Linked DNA regions of Mus musculus: region 2 is linked to region 1. A link is a contact called in public HiChIP or PLAC-seq data. All regions are on one chromosome and are shown on one strand. The core of a region is the stretch at or near the end of the contact, and the rest is flanking DNA. Distances in the headings are between cores, read along the strand shown. Region 1 overlaps Gpbp1 (GC-rich promoter binding protein 1). Region 2 holds the start of Il6st (interleukin 6 signal transducer).

What was found. HiChIP or PLAC-seq counts read pairs in DNA pulled down with a chosen protein or histone mark.
Region 2: an H3K27ac HiChIP or PLAC-seq map of hepatocytes shows a contact between it and region 1, with 6 times the contacts expected there. The contact joins the promoter of Il6st here to the enhancer-like site in region 1. A contact is called at or near these places in 8 of 39 promoter capture datasets (3T3-L1-derived adipocytes, the HPC-7 cell line, cranial neural crest and 4 more), 1 of 484 Hi-C or Micro-C datasets (liver) and 2 of 115 datasets of contacts at active chromatin or transcription factors (hepatocytes and pro-B cells).

The regions. Positions count from the first base shown.
Region 1 is chr13:111,427,482-111,433,503 of GRCm38.p6, forward strand. All of the region lies in intron 12 of Gpbp1 (GC-rich promoter binding protein 1), which reads right to left. Among named protein-coding and RNA genes, the nearest start is that of Gpbp1, 60 kb to the right of the region's middle. Within about 2 kb of position 3,915, at least 7 of the 459 cell types and tissues checked have an H3K27ac peak or open chromatin away from gene starts, as enhancers often do. A contact at or near this core is called in hepatocytes and liver, where this site is marked.
Region 2 is chr13:112,460,317-112,465,962 of GRCm38.p6, forward strand. It overlaps Il6st (interleukin 6 signal transducer), which reads left to right and starts at 3,754. Exons shown (of 17, transcript NM_010560.3): 1 at 3,754-3,934.

The DNA of each region.
Region 1 (6,022 bases), core at 2,665-5,164:
ATTTCTAAGTTCGAGGCCAGCCTGGTCTACAGAGTAAGTTCCAAAACAGTCAGGGCTACTCAGAGAAACCCTGTCTCCAAAATAGCTCCTTAAACATGACACTTTCATTACATTTAGGAATTCCAAAATCCTGATGCTTGTAACTCAGGTATTTTATATTCTCAAAACCATGTTACCTAACATCTCTCCAGTACAAGCTGTAATCCTGCAAACTGATAGTGTCTTGATATAATCCTTTCAGCTATAGATGACTTGGTAGTTCAGGCTGGCATTAAATTCAGTCTTCATTCTTTTGCCACCCACATGTTACAGGCAGAACTTCCAGTTTAGTAATAGGCCTCACATTCAATGACTGAATCATGTGGAGACTAACTGAGGAAGATAACTGACATGGACATTTACCACCCCCCCCAAATGCATTGACACACACACACACACAACTGTACACAGGTGTGTACCAGTATACACATACAGATTTTGTTTTCATTGGCATTCTTGACAGATGATTTTGTGTGATGTTTGTGGCAGATAAGATGATATTGGCTCATAAATTGTGTGACGTAAGAGTAGAACTTTAAATAGAGAAGAAACATTTTTCAGAGAGGGACCAGACATATTTATAAGTATGGTGGCTAGGGACATTAGAAATGGATGTGTTCAAAATGGTAGAGAGTGGCTCTTTGTGCTTGCACAGCAATCACTTTACCAAGTAACCCATCCCCTGAGCTCCAAGTCTTTTATTCCTTATATTTTCTATAAGCTTATACATCCCCCAGAAAAATCTAACATTTTAAAGCATTTTCTTAAAATAGCTCCTTAAACATGACACTTTCATTACATTTAGGAATTCCAAAATCCTGATGCTTGTAACTCAGGTATTTTATATTCTCAAAACCACGTTACCTAACATTTCTCCAGTACAAGCTGTAATCCTGCAAATTGCTACAACATATTCCCAATTCATCATATCCTGATATGACATTCCAAGTCCTTCATATTCTTATTACGGGTTAAGTAAACCAAATAAGTCAGCCAAACTTGAGTTCAAATTCTAATTGCTTTTCTCATAAACTTACAAGCTGTAGTCTTCTATCCAGCAGTAATAATAATAGTATCTACACCATAACAATAACTTACAGAAGCACTGTTAGGAAACACTTAGCATGGCACCTAGTGTAAATTATGAGCTAGTTAACAATCGTTGTTAAGAACCTTTAAAAGCTTTCCACCCAATTCTCTTTCTGATACTTTGAGCCCAACAAAAATATATTTTCTAACTTTTTTGCCTAATTTACATCTTGCTCCGGCAATATCATTCATCTTTTATCTTATCTGTCAAAAGCCAATTCAAATCTAACTTCTTAAATATTGCTAAGTCATTGCAAGTGGAACTATGTCCACATTAACCACTACAGGGGAAGAATTCTGAAAGAGGGAACATTTTTCTTAACAGTCTGTAATGATAATAGGCACTCAAGAAGGTCTTCATTTTGCATTTCTCCATCACCCCACTCACTCCTCTTTGGTCCTCATCAGCAACATTTAGAACTATTATCACAACCTGATTTACATAGGAATTTATATATTCTCACTAACTGGAGAAAGGAGTGCAACTCTAGACATTTAAACATATCTGAGCACTCAGTATATATTTGCTGAAAGAATGTTTAAACCCAGAACCATTAAGTTCCAACTCTGTTATCAGGAATAATACTAATTCTTTTTATAAACAATATCTTTAATTTTTCGGGTACCTAGTTATCAAATGTTTCATAGTATTTAACATAAACATGCTTTTATCATTAGTTCAAAAATATAGACTCTATGTATGTTTTACTAGCTTCAAATTCACAATATGGGAAAATAGTATCTTAGTTATTTTATTATCAAAATGGTTTAGCTACCTGCCTCAGTTATCACACGGTGTTAGAGTCAATTATCTTGGTAATATACTATCTTCGGAATACTACCCATAGCAAGAGTACTAGGTACATTTTCGATGATACTTTTCTTTAAACTCCAAGTGTTCCAGATGGAGGTAGCTTAGCTGTAGAGCGCTAGCTTAGCATCATGTACTGTAGAGAGGAGCTAACTTCCGTACAACAGACACCACATGAGTAAGTGGATGCCAGGGCCTGGACTGGATATAAAGACTGACTACAAAGGCAAATGGAAAACATCTAAGAAATATTGATTTAATATAACAAGGTTACAGTATATAAAAATCAGCACAGAAAAGTCAGATGTTTCTAAAAGAATGAACACTGATAACAACTAAATGAAAACTGATTAGAAGTCAATTCCATTTGTACAATGATTAAAGTTCACAAAGAGGTTTAAAATCTGATATACTCCAAACCCACACCAAACCATCCATCCCATGCTCATAGTTTGGAAGATTTAACTTTGCTAAGATATAAACATTACCCCAAATGTTTACAGATTCAACGAAATCCCATTTGAAACAATGGCATTTGTTAAGGGGCAGCAGGAAAGGGGGAATCCAACCTTCTACTAGAACAGGGCAGGGTAGACAAAAGAGTAAGGATTGGGTAGGGATATGATCAAACTTACTACATGCACGTATAAAAATCTCACCATGAAACCACTAGTTGTAATTTACATATATTAATATAAAAGGGTTTTTTTAAAATAGATATAGAGAAGCCAGACAATAGTGGCATGCACTTTCAATGCCAGCACTTGGGGAGTAGAAGCAGGTGAATCTGAGTTCAAGGTCAGTCTGGTCTACAGAGCGAATTTCAGGGCAGCCAGGGACACAGCAAAGAAACCCTGTCTTGGGAGGGGGTGGGGAGAGAGATATAGAGAGTCAAAGAAAATTCACTATAAAATTTACATGGAATATGAAGAGACCACAAAACAATCTTTTAAAGCAAAGTTATGAGACCTTCCTGACTTTTAAAAATTACCACAAAAATAGTTCTAAAAACAGTGTAGTTAAAACTTAACAAATGCAGAGTATTTGCCTGGCCAGCACTGCTTAGTGATCCTCACCACTGCATGAACTAGGCATGGTAAATAGAATAAGCCTGCTATTTCAGCACACCAAGAAACCCAACCTAAGTTGAAGGTCATCCTCCCAGACTACAAGGCAACCAGTGCTAAAGCCTGTCTTTATTTTTTTTAATTTAAAAAAAAAAAAAAAAGACTCAAACTGACAGACCAAAGAAATGGAGAGCCCAGAAATGAAACCCAAGTGTAGCTTGGGTACCTGCTACTTATCTATTTAAAAAATTTTTATAGCATTTAGTAGGTTCTCTCCTTATACCAAAGGGTCAAACTCAAGTTACCAGGTTTGATGGCAACTGTGTTTATCTGCTAAGCCATCGATCTCACTGGGCCTGGCCAGATCAGAAATAAATAAATAAATAAATAAATAAATAAATAAATAGCCACATTGCTCACGCCATAGCCTCCTATCCTTAAGTTGTCAACACTCGGTCACAGTAACACCAAAAGCCCCTTAATACCCATGTAAGGTTGGACCTTTAGTGTATACTATTATAAAAAGAAAACCTAAACACTAAGATCTAAAACTTGAAAGAGACGAAAAGCTTCAAAAGTTTAATCCAAAGTACAAGCACCAAAAACCTTAAATAAATAAATAAATCAGACTAAATCAAAGTATTTTCATAAACTGAGCTACAACCAAAAGCTAGGGTGCTTTTTGCCCAGCATGTACAAGGCTCCAGTCTTGATCCTGCCACACCATCCCTTCCCCCAGTCAACAAGATAAAAAGGCCTAATGTTTACAACATATAAAAAAACTCAATGACAAAATCTGATAGAGGTGACTCAAAGGTTAAAATGAAAAGCACTGGCTGCTCTTCCAGGGGACAGAGGTTCTAGTTATTTATCCACATGGTGGCTCACAAGCATAACTAACTCCAGTTCTAAAGGAGTCAATGACCTTTGCTGGCACACACACACACATAGATGGAAGGGAGTGGAGGATGTCGCAGTGATATGACATGGGTTGGCCTTGGGTATGACCTCCAGCATGGGGTGGGTGGAAGAGTGAGCTAGGAAAAAAAAACATCATTTGAATAGAAATTTACCCAAAGAAGTTAAGTTACACAAATGGAATTCAAGCCCATGAAAAGATCAAATTTCATCGTGGTAGATTGAATGAGAGTACCCAATTAAATTTGAAGGTCCCAGCTGCTGAAACGTTTGGGAGGATTAACAAGTATAGCATTGTTGGAGTACAACGTGGGCCACTGGGGCTGGGCTTTGAGGTTTAAATAAAAAAAAATGCATGTCACTCTCAGTTTCTTTCTCCACCCTCCCCTCCTCCCCCACCCCTTTCTATTTTAATGTAAGGATGTAAGCTCTGAGTTACTGCTCCAGGACAACCATGCCTACCTGCCACCCTATCCCCTACCATCCTCATCATGAACTCTAAACCCCTGAAAAAAACTATGAATTCCAAATAAACTATCCCTACCATGAGTGCCCTTGGCCATAGTATCTTATCACAGCAATAGGAAAGTAACTAAGACACTAGTCATTAGAGAGACATTTACTGAAACTACTAAGTTACCACTTATACTGTAAGAGAAAGACACATAGAAAAGTATGAAGAAGAGAAACTGGAACTCCTGTACTGTTAGCAAGAAGTGTAAAATGGTATATTCCACGGGAAAATAGCATAAGGGTCTCTCTGAAAGCTTTCTTATATTGTTATTTCTAAATTATTTTTGTTTAATGTGCATGTGTGAGTTCTTGCATGAACATCTGTGCACTATGACATGCCTAGTACCCAGAAGAGGTCAGAAGAGGTCAGAAGCAGCAATGGAGTCCCATTACTGGAGTTGCATACATGCCTATAGGCCATTGTCAAGATACCCAGAGTGAGTACTGGGAAGTGAACATGGGTCCTCTGCAAAAAGCTCTTAACACTGAACCATCTCTGCAGTCCCTAGATAGATCTACTATAAAATGTACATGTGATGGAGGACAATACACACGGGCTCGGTTCTCTCCTACCCAGCAGGTCCTAGTGATCCAACACAGGTCTTCAGACTTTGTGTCAAGTACCTTTACCTACTTGGTCATCATGTAACCCATAAAATTTTCCTTTATAAAGTGTGTCTATCAGTCTGTGTGTCATATGTGTATGCAACACATATGTAATTCACTTGTGGTCAGTTCTATCCTTCCATCATGTGAATTTTTTTAAATTTGTTTTTATGTGATCTTTTGTTTGCATGTATATCTGTGTGGGGATGCCAGAGCCCCTAGAACTGGAATTATTAAGTGCTGGGAATTGAACTCAGTTCCTCTGGAAGAACAGCCAATGCTCTTAGCTACTGAGCCATCCCTACAGCACGCCACCATGTGGATTTTGAGTATCAAAGTCAGGTTTTCAGGTTTGGTGGTAAGTGCCTTGACCTATTATCATAACCAGGGCCCAACTTTTTTGTTGGAAATGGATGGTGGTGATAGTTGCAAACAAAAAATATATTTAAGCCACTGGGGGGGGGGGGGGGATCAGTAAATTTTATGTAGTTTTAATGCAATTTTTGAAAGTACAATGAGGATAAAGTCTACACTCAAATTATTATGACTGCTTCATGAATGACTCCATTCAAAATATTTAGGCAATGTTTCTAAAGGTCACAATACCGACCATAGTATTTCTGTATAGAAAATCAGTTATATATGGTAACTATTTTTTAATCTATTATGGATTAAGAAAAATAATGCTCTAGCAAATATTTCCTAATAACTCAAAAGTAAAGGATAGAGACCAAAAACAAGATAGTTTAGTATATTAAATATTCTTTTTTCAAAGGATCAAAGACAAAGTTAATTAAAATTTGTCACTCATGTCATATAACCAAATCAAAAGTTTGGAAAACAAGACTTTGGAAGCATTTTGTTCACCTAGATACTGAATACACAAGAAGTCACTGCAGATTTGTCTCAAAGGGAATTCTGGCCTATGTAGTGTGATGGATAGTAAATTTCTAAACAAATAAAATTTAAACTGTCCCAC
Region 2 (5,646 bases), core at 2,504-5,003, 1.0 Mb after region 1:
AACCCTGTTCCTGGGGTGTTCACGCAGGAGCGCTCCCTAAACACCCCTTTACTGTCTTTGCTACAGTGTGACATTGATATCATAACACTGATATCATGAGTATTTGCTTACTTATATATCGTGTTATTCTTTTACTCCCTTGAGGAAAAAAAAATATATGTTTCTTTTCTAGACATATATCAGTGCAGGAACATAATTGACGGTAAATGTTTACTGAGGAAATAAACAGAACAGATTGAAATAATCAGCACCTCCCTAATTCCTGGAATTCATGTCCCCCAAAATAGCCCAATGCTTGATGTAATAATGTCAGTTTCCAGACGCAGATCTTAAGAAAAGTTTGATTGAATGTGAAATAATATTCCTTATGAACATTGTGTGCGTGTGTGTGTGTGCGTGTGTGTGTGTGTGTGTGTGTGTGTGTGTGTGTGCGCGCGCGCGCGCGCGCACGCGTGTGTGAGAAGGACCTTCCTTTTTGGGTGACAGAAGGGTACAGAGGAAATGGCTACATATCAACAGTAGTTGAATCCTACATGGGAAAGAAAAGTCAAGGATGCTCACAAGTGGTACTCCTGACCCTTCCCAAGAATAATGACATAGATTCCAACACTAAGAATAAGCACTAGGTACCGTCCAAGGGAAGAGAACATTGTTAGGAACTAGGCTGATAAGGCAAATACGGCCAAAGATCAAGGGAACTGAAGACCCTGGTGAGAGTATTGCTAAAATGGCTGATTATAAGTTTCTCATTGCTTAGGAAGATGAGAACAGGTAGGAAACAACTGATCAGCTCTGAGAACAAAGTCTCAACGTCACCTTGACTGCAGATTCCGTGGGAGTGAGCACAAAGGCTTACAGCTGTAGGTGGCTAAAGGTACTGAGAAGGAAACACAGCCCCAGGTTTAGGAGAGATGGCATCGTTTCTTTAGCTGACTGGGCTGGAGGCGTGGCTTTACCTGTGGACCGCTTGCATATACAATGAAGCTGATGATCTTTGGAAAGGGATGAGAAATGGTGAGCTCAGAGCAGTCAATGAATCATCAACTAGGAGGCTGCACTCATTAGATGACATTAGGGCGGGTGACCAACTACAAGACTGACACAGAGTTTCAGAAACATTCCAGGGCACAGACAAGGAATTATGCAGCTATCCCGGTCAGGGCCAGATTTAGGTAGACCAAAGCAGGTAAAGTTTGTCTTCCACATTTGTCACCTTCATCCTAGAGCATGTGTCATTAGTTTTGCTCACCTGTCCTACTCACAGAAGGAAGGTGGGGCATATGACACTCCTCTACCCAGTCTTCTCCCTATACGCTCTTCCACCAACTGGTACTTATTATCAACCATATTTAGAACCAACAAGATGTTACAACGGGAAACAAAACAAAACAAAACAAAAACCCATACATTGCAATGTTCAATGGGGATTTCTAGTGATTAACTCTTAACTAGAAAGGGGTTATTTCCGGACCAATATTCTATAGAGGGGTCTGGAAAATCAAGCAACTTCCACAGAGTGGGTGCGTCCTTCTTAGTGTCTTGCAGTTCTGAAAATTCTTCATCAAGCATTGATTTATCTTTTCTGTTTAGGATTGTTTGTCAAAGTTGTTGGTTTTCTTTTTCTTTTCATGTTTGTGTGTGCCTTTGTGAGTTTATGTGCACCATGTATGTGCAGGGGTCCCTGGAGATCAGAAGAGGATTGTTGGATTCCCTGGAACTGAACTTACATTGGCTGTGAGCCACCTGAGATGGGTGGTGGGAATTGAACCTGGGTCCTCCGCAAGAGCATCAGGCGTTTTAACTGCTGAGCCATCTCTCCAGTCCCTTTGCTCAGGATTTTAATCACTCTCACAAAGTGTGAGTTGCTGTGTGGCAAGGCTTGAGCTGAGCCAATACAGACAAAGTGATAAGTCATGTATGCGAGAGAGGCAGTATAGGCCTTCGGATTCCCCACCCATGGTCCAAGGCAGGTGAATCCATTATAAAACATTCACCTCCTTCTATCCACAACCACCTCAGATAAACAAACTTTTAAATAAATGCTGTAATGCAGAAAGGTCTACTGAGGTGCGATGGCAGAGGAGTCATTCGAGGACACCTGATATTTACTGAACAGTGCGTCAAACCCTCTCGCTGTTTTAAATAAGTTCATTCTTGCAACTTAGCAGGTCAGAACCGTCCTCCTCATTTTGCAGATGAAGAAACTCAAGACTTTTCCAAGGTCACAGCAATGGGAAGTAACAACCGTAGGATTTGCATTTAAATAGTCGTTCAGCAGACCTACTAAGCACCTTTGTAAGGTCTTCAATTGAACAAAGGCCCTTACAAGTCTTTTCCCTCCATTCGATCTTGTCACACCCTGAGCAAGAGACAAACACATCTTTAGCTTCAGCACATCAACCACTAGTGTGTTTGAGACTCTTTTAGCCAGGCCCTTGGCAGTGTTTTTTCAAACTAGCTGACCAACAGCTAAGGGGTCATAATTCAGAGCTGGGGGTATAGAGATGCAACAGAGGCAAGAAAAGGGGGAGGGAGGGGCAGAGAGCAAGACTGCAGTTTGATCCATTTGATCTCATCTGAATTGTCAATATAACAAAGAACTTTACAATGACTAATTAATGGGTATTTGTTTGCTCTGCAAATCATTATGTTAGCCTTTCTTCCAAAAGTCTCTAGCCTTCTCTCTTTTTTTTTTTTTTTGAGTCATTTCTTCACTTTTAAAAGTTTTTTATTGGGAATTGTATACAGTATATTTTTACCAGATTTTTTTTTTTTTTTTGCTGTTCCCTCAACTTCTCCCACACACCCCTCCATCCGTCCAGCTTCCTGTCATTTGTCTCCTTTAGAGCAAAACAAAAGGTAGATGTTGGGAATGAGAAAATCAATTTCCATCAGTGGAGTTACACTGATTATATATTATATCAATTGCACTCCAAGGGCGGGCTCCGTGCTCAGTAAAAGATAACCAATGCAAATTGGAGTGTTTCTTTACAGTTACACATCCCTTATCTTTTAAGTTTCTCAACTTGCTTGTATACACACTACACACATACACACATCACACACGTGCACTCACGCACATTGCAGCCTTAAGGTCGTTTTCCAATCAAGGGAAGGGTGGTGGATTACAATGAAATAGGTTTTTCCTTGGTATTTCTAATCACACATCAGGCGACTCAAACCGCAAAAAGATAACAGTTTCTTGGCAGGTCACCAGTTCACGGATCAATCAATGACACCCAAACTCATTTACTAACAACAACAAAAATTGCACAGTAGCAAGGTTCGTTTACTTAAGCCTGGGTCCGAAGCGGTCACTATGGGCGAGTACAGTCAGGGCCACTAAGTCCTGCCCTGTCCCCAGGGAGTTCCCTTGCCTCCAGAGTCCCAAGGGCCTCCTAGCAGTCGCCGGAGGCTCGCAGGCCCTCTGGGGAAGACAGCCCAGGGAGACAGCCGAGGTCCGGGGAGAGGGGTCGCGGGAGGCACCTGGGTTGCTGTCCGCGACCCATTACCCTAGAGAAAATGGAACTTTCCGTTCCGGCCACCCACCCAAGTGCGGCGGGGAAGCCTTCGATCTAGTCTAGGAAAGGCGACCAGGCTCAGCCTCCGGAATCCCGGACGCCGGGAGCCGCGTTACGGGAATCGCAGAGGCCTGCAGTCCCGCCCCTTCGTCTCCGGCGACCCGGAGCCAATGGCCGCGCGCTCCGAGACTGACCAGAGCCAATGAGCTCGCGGTCTCTGGCTCCGGGGGGCGGGGCCGTGGGGGGCGGAGCTAGGAGAGCCCGGGTCAGCGGCGGACGGAGGGTGGCGTGTGCGGTCGGGAGGCCAGAGCTTCGAGCCATCCGGGCTGCGGCTCCGCTGAGGGACCGGTGGTGTGGGCCGGGATCCGCGGGGCTGAGGGACGCTCAGGAGCGGCGAGGCTCGCGTCCGGAAGGTGAGAAGAACAGGGCCCCGGCGCGGGAGGGTGCGGGTTGCCTGGAGCGGCCGCCACCTGGCACCCGAGGCCCAGCGGGGCCGGGCTGGACCGGCGCCGAGCGCACGCCCGGAGCTGGTCGGGCTGGCCTGGGAATCCCCGCATTCCTTCCCTCCCCGCTCCGGGCTCCGACTTCCCTGATGTTGTCACCCGCCTTCTCCAGCCGCGTTCCTGACGCACAGTTCCGAAGCCCCCGCCCCAAAGTCCTCTCGGGATCGCGCGTCCTGGGTGACCGCGTCCTGCGTTCTTCCAGTTCCCGTGCCGTGCTCCCTGATCCTACTCTGGACATGGCCCTAGAAAGTGTGGTCTTCTGTGTCCCGTGAAATGCTACCGTTCCCTGCTCTTGATGTTTCTTAATCCAGAGCGAACTTTTCACCCAGACATCTTAACATTTAGGCGTTAATGAAAGTCCAGTGTTTATAAATATTAACTTTCCCTTCGGTCCGTACCCTTCCTAATAAATCCCGCGTGCCTTTACATCCCGAGAGCAAGCCCATCATCGGTCTTTAGATTTTCACCTCCTCCCCTAAGCGTAAACGTGTCCCCTTCTCCAGCTGGCAGGGGGCTCTCTTTTGGATGAACAACCAAAATTCAGAAACTCAAAGCAAACATAATATAAAGGGCTTGGTCCACTTCTGTTCTTGTCATTTTTCCATTAAGAAGAAACTCGTTTTGGCTTAATTTGTATAGTTATTGGACATTACAGCAGCTGTACTGCTTAAAAGTAGTCAGTGAGTGCTGGAATGTCAGCGCGAATCTTCTGAAAAATCTTTGGTCTGGTCAGTGTTGTAAACAAACTCTTTTAGACCGTGTGTGACTGACTGACTGCCAGCTTCCAGTTGGAACGACTCTTAATTTGAAATTACTGACACATTATCAGGGGATGATCGTCATCGTCTTAATTTTCCAAGTTTGTGTTTATATTTATCATTGGGAATTATTTTTGAGCTCTGATCTGGAATGCTACATTTGTAGGACTAATCTGCTAGTCGGTTAAATTCTGTTTTCCACAGGTTTCTGGGGGTGGGGTGTGTGTGTGTTCATTTGCTTCTACTCACAAGAGAAAGAGAGAGAAAAAATTACAGTGGGGGAAAGGTCAGCTAAGGATAAACTTTATAGTAGAAATTTGTATTGTTGGCATTAGTGATTTAGAATATTACAAATACTGTTACCCGCTCATTTAAAGCAACATTCTTATGTAACTGGGCATTTTGTTCTGTTTTATTTATGACTTTGTGTTTTCATTTTGAAATAGTTTTTCCTAAGAGAATGTGGCATTTCAGTTCAGTGCTAGAATGAATACTGATTATTATATACCTATGAAGTGGGTGTTACAATATCTACCTTCTAGAAAAGGGAACAGGCTCAAAAAACATGGCTCCAAAGCCTGTGCCTACAAACTGTTGTGTTGATGGATCTCTTATCGCATTCCTACAGTTTGGTCTGGGGAGTTGAGTGTTGTCCACAACCCTGCAGTGGGAGCAGGAAGGGGTTTTCCCTGGAAGTGATCTCAGGTGTCATTTTGCCACACATTTGCTTCACCTGGCCCTGGTACATTTGCAACTTGTCTGCTAAGGAAGCAGGAAGTTCTTAAAGCTTTCTCCTCATCTTTGATTGCAAACGTGGATTGATCACAGGTGAGGTTTCTGGTGAGATGATTTTAGTAAGCATTC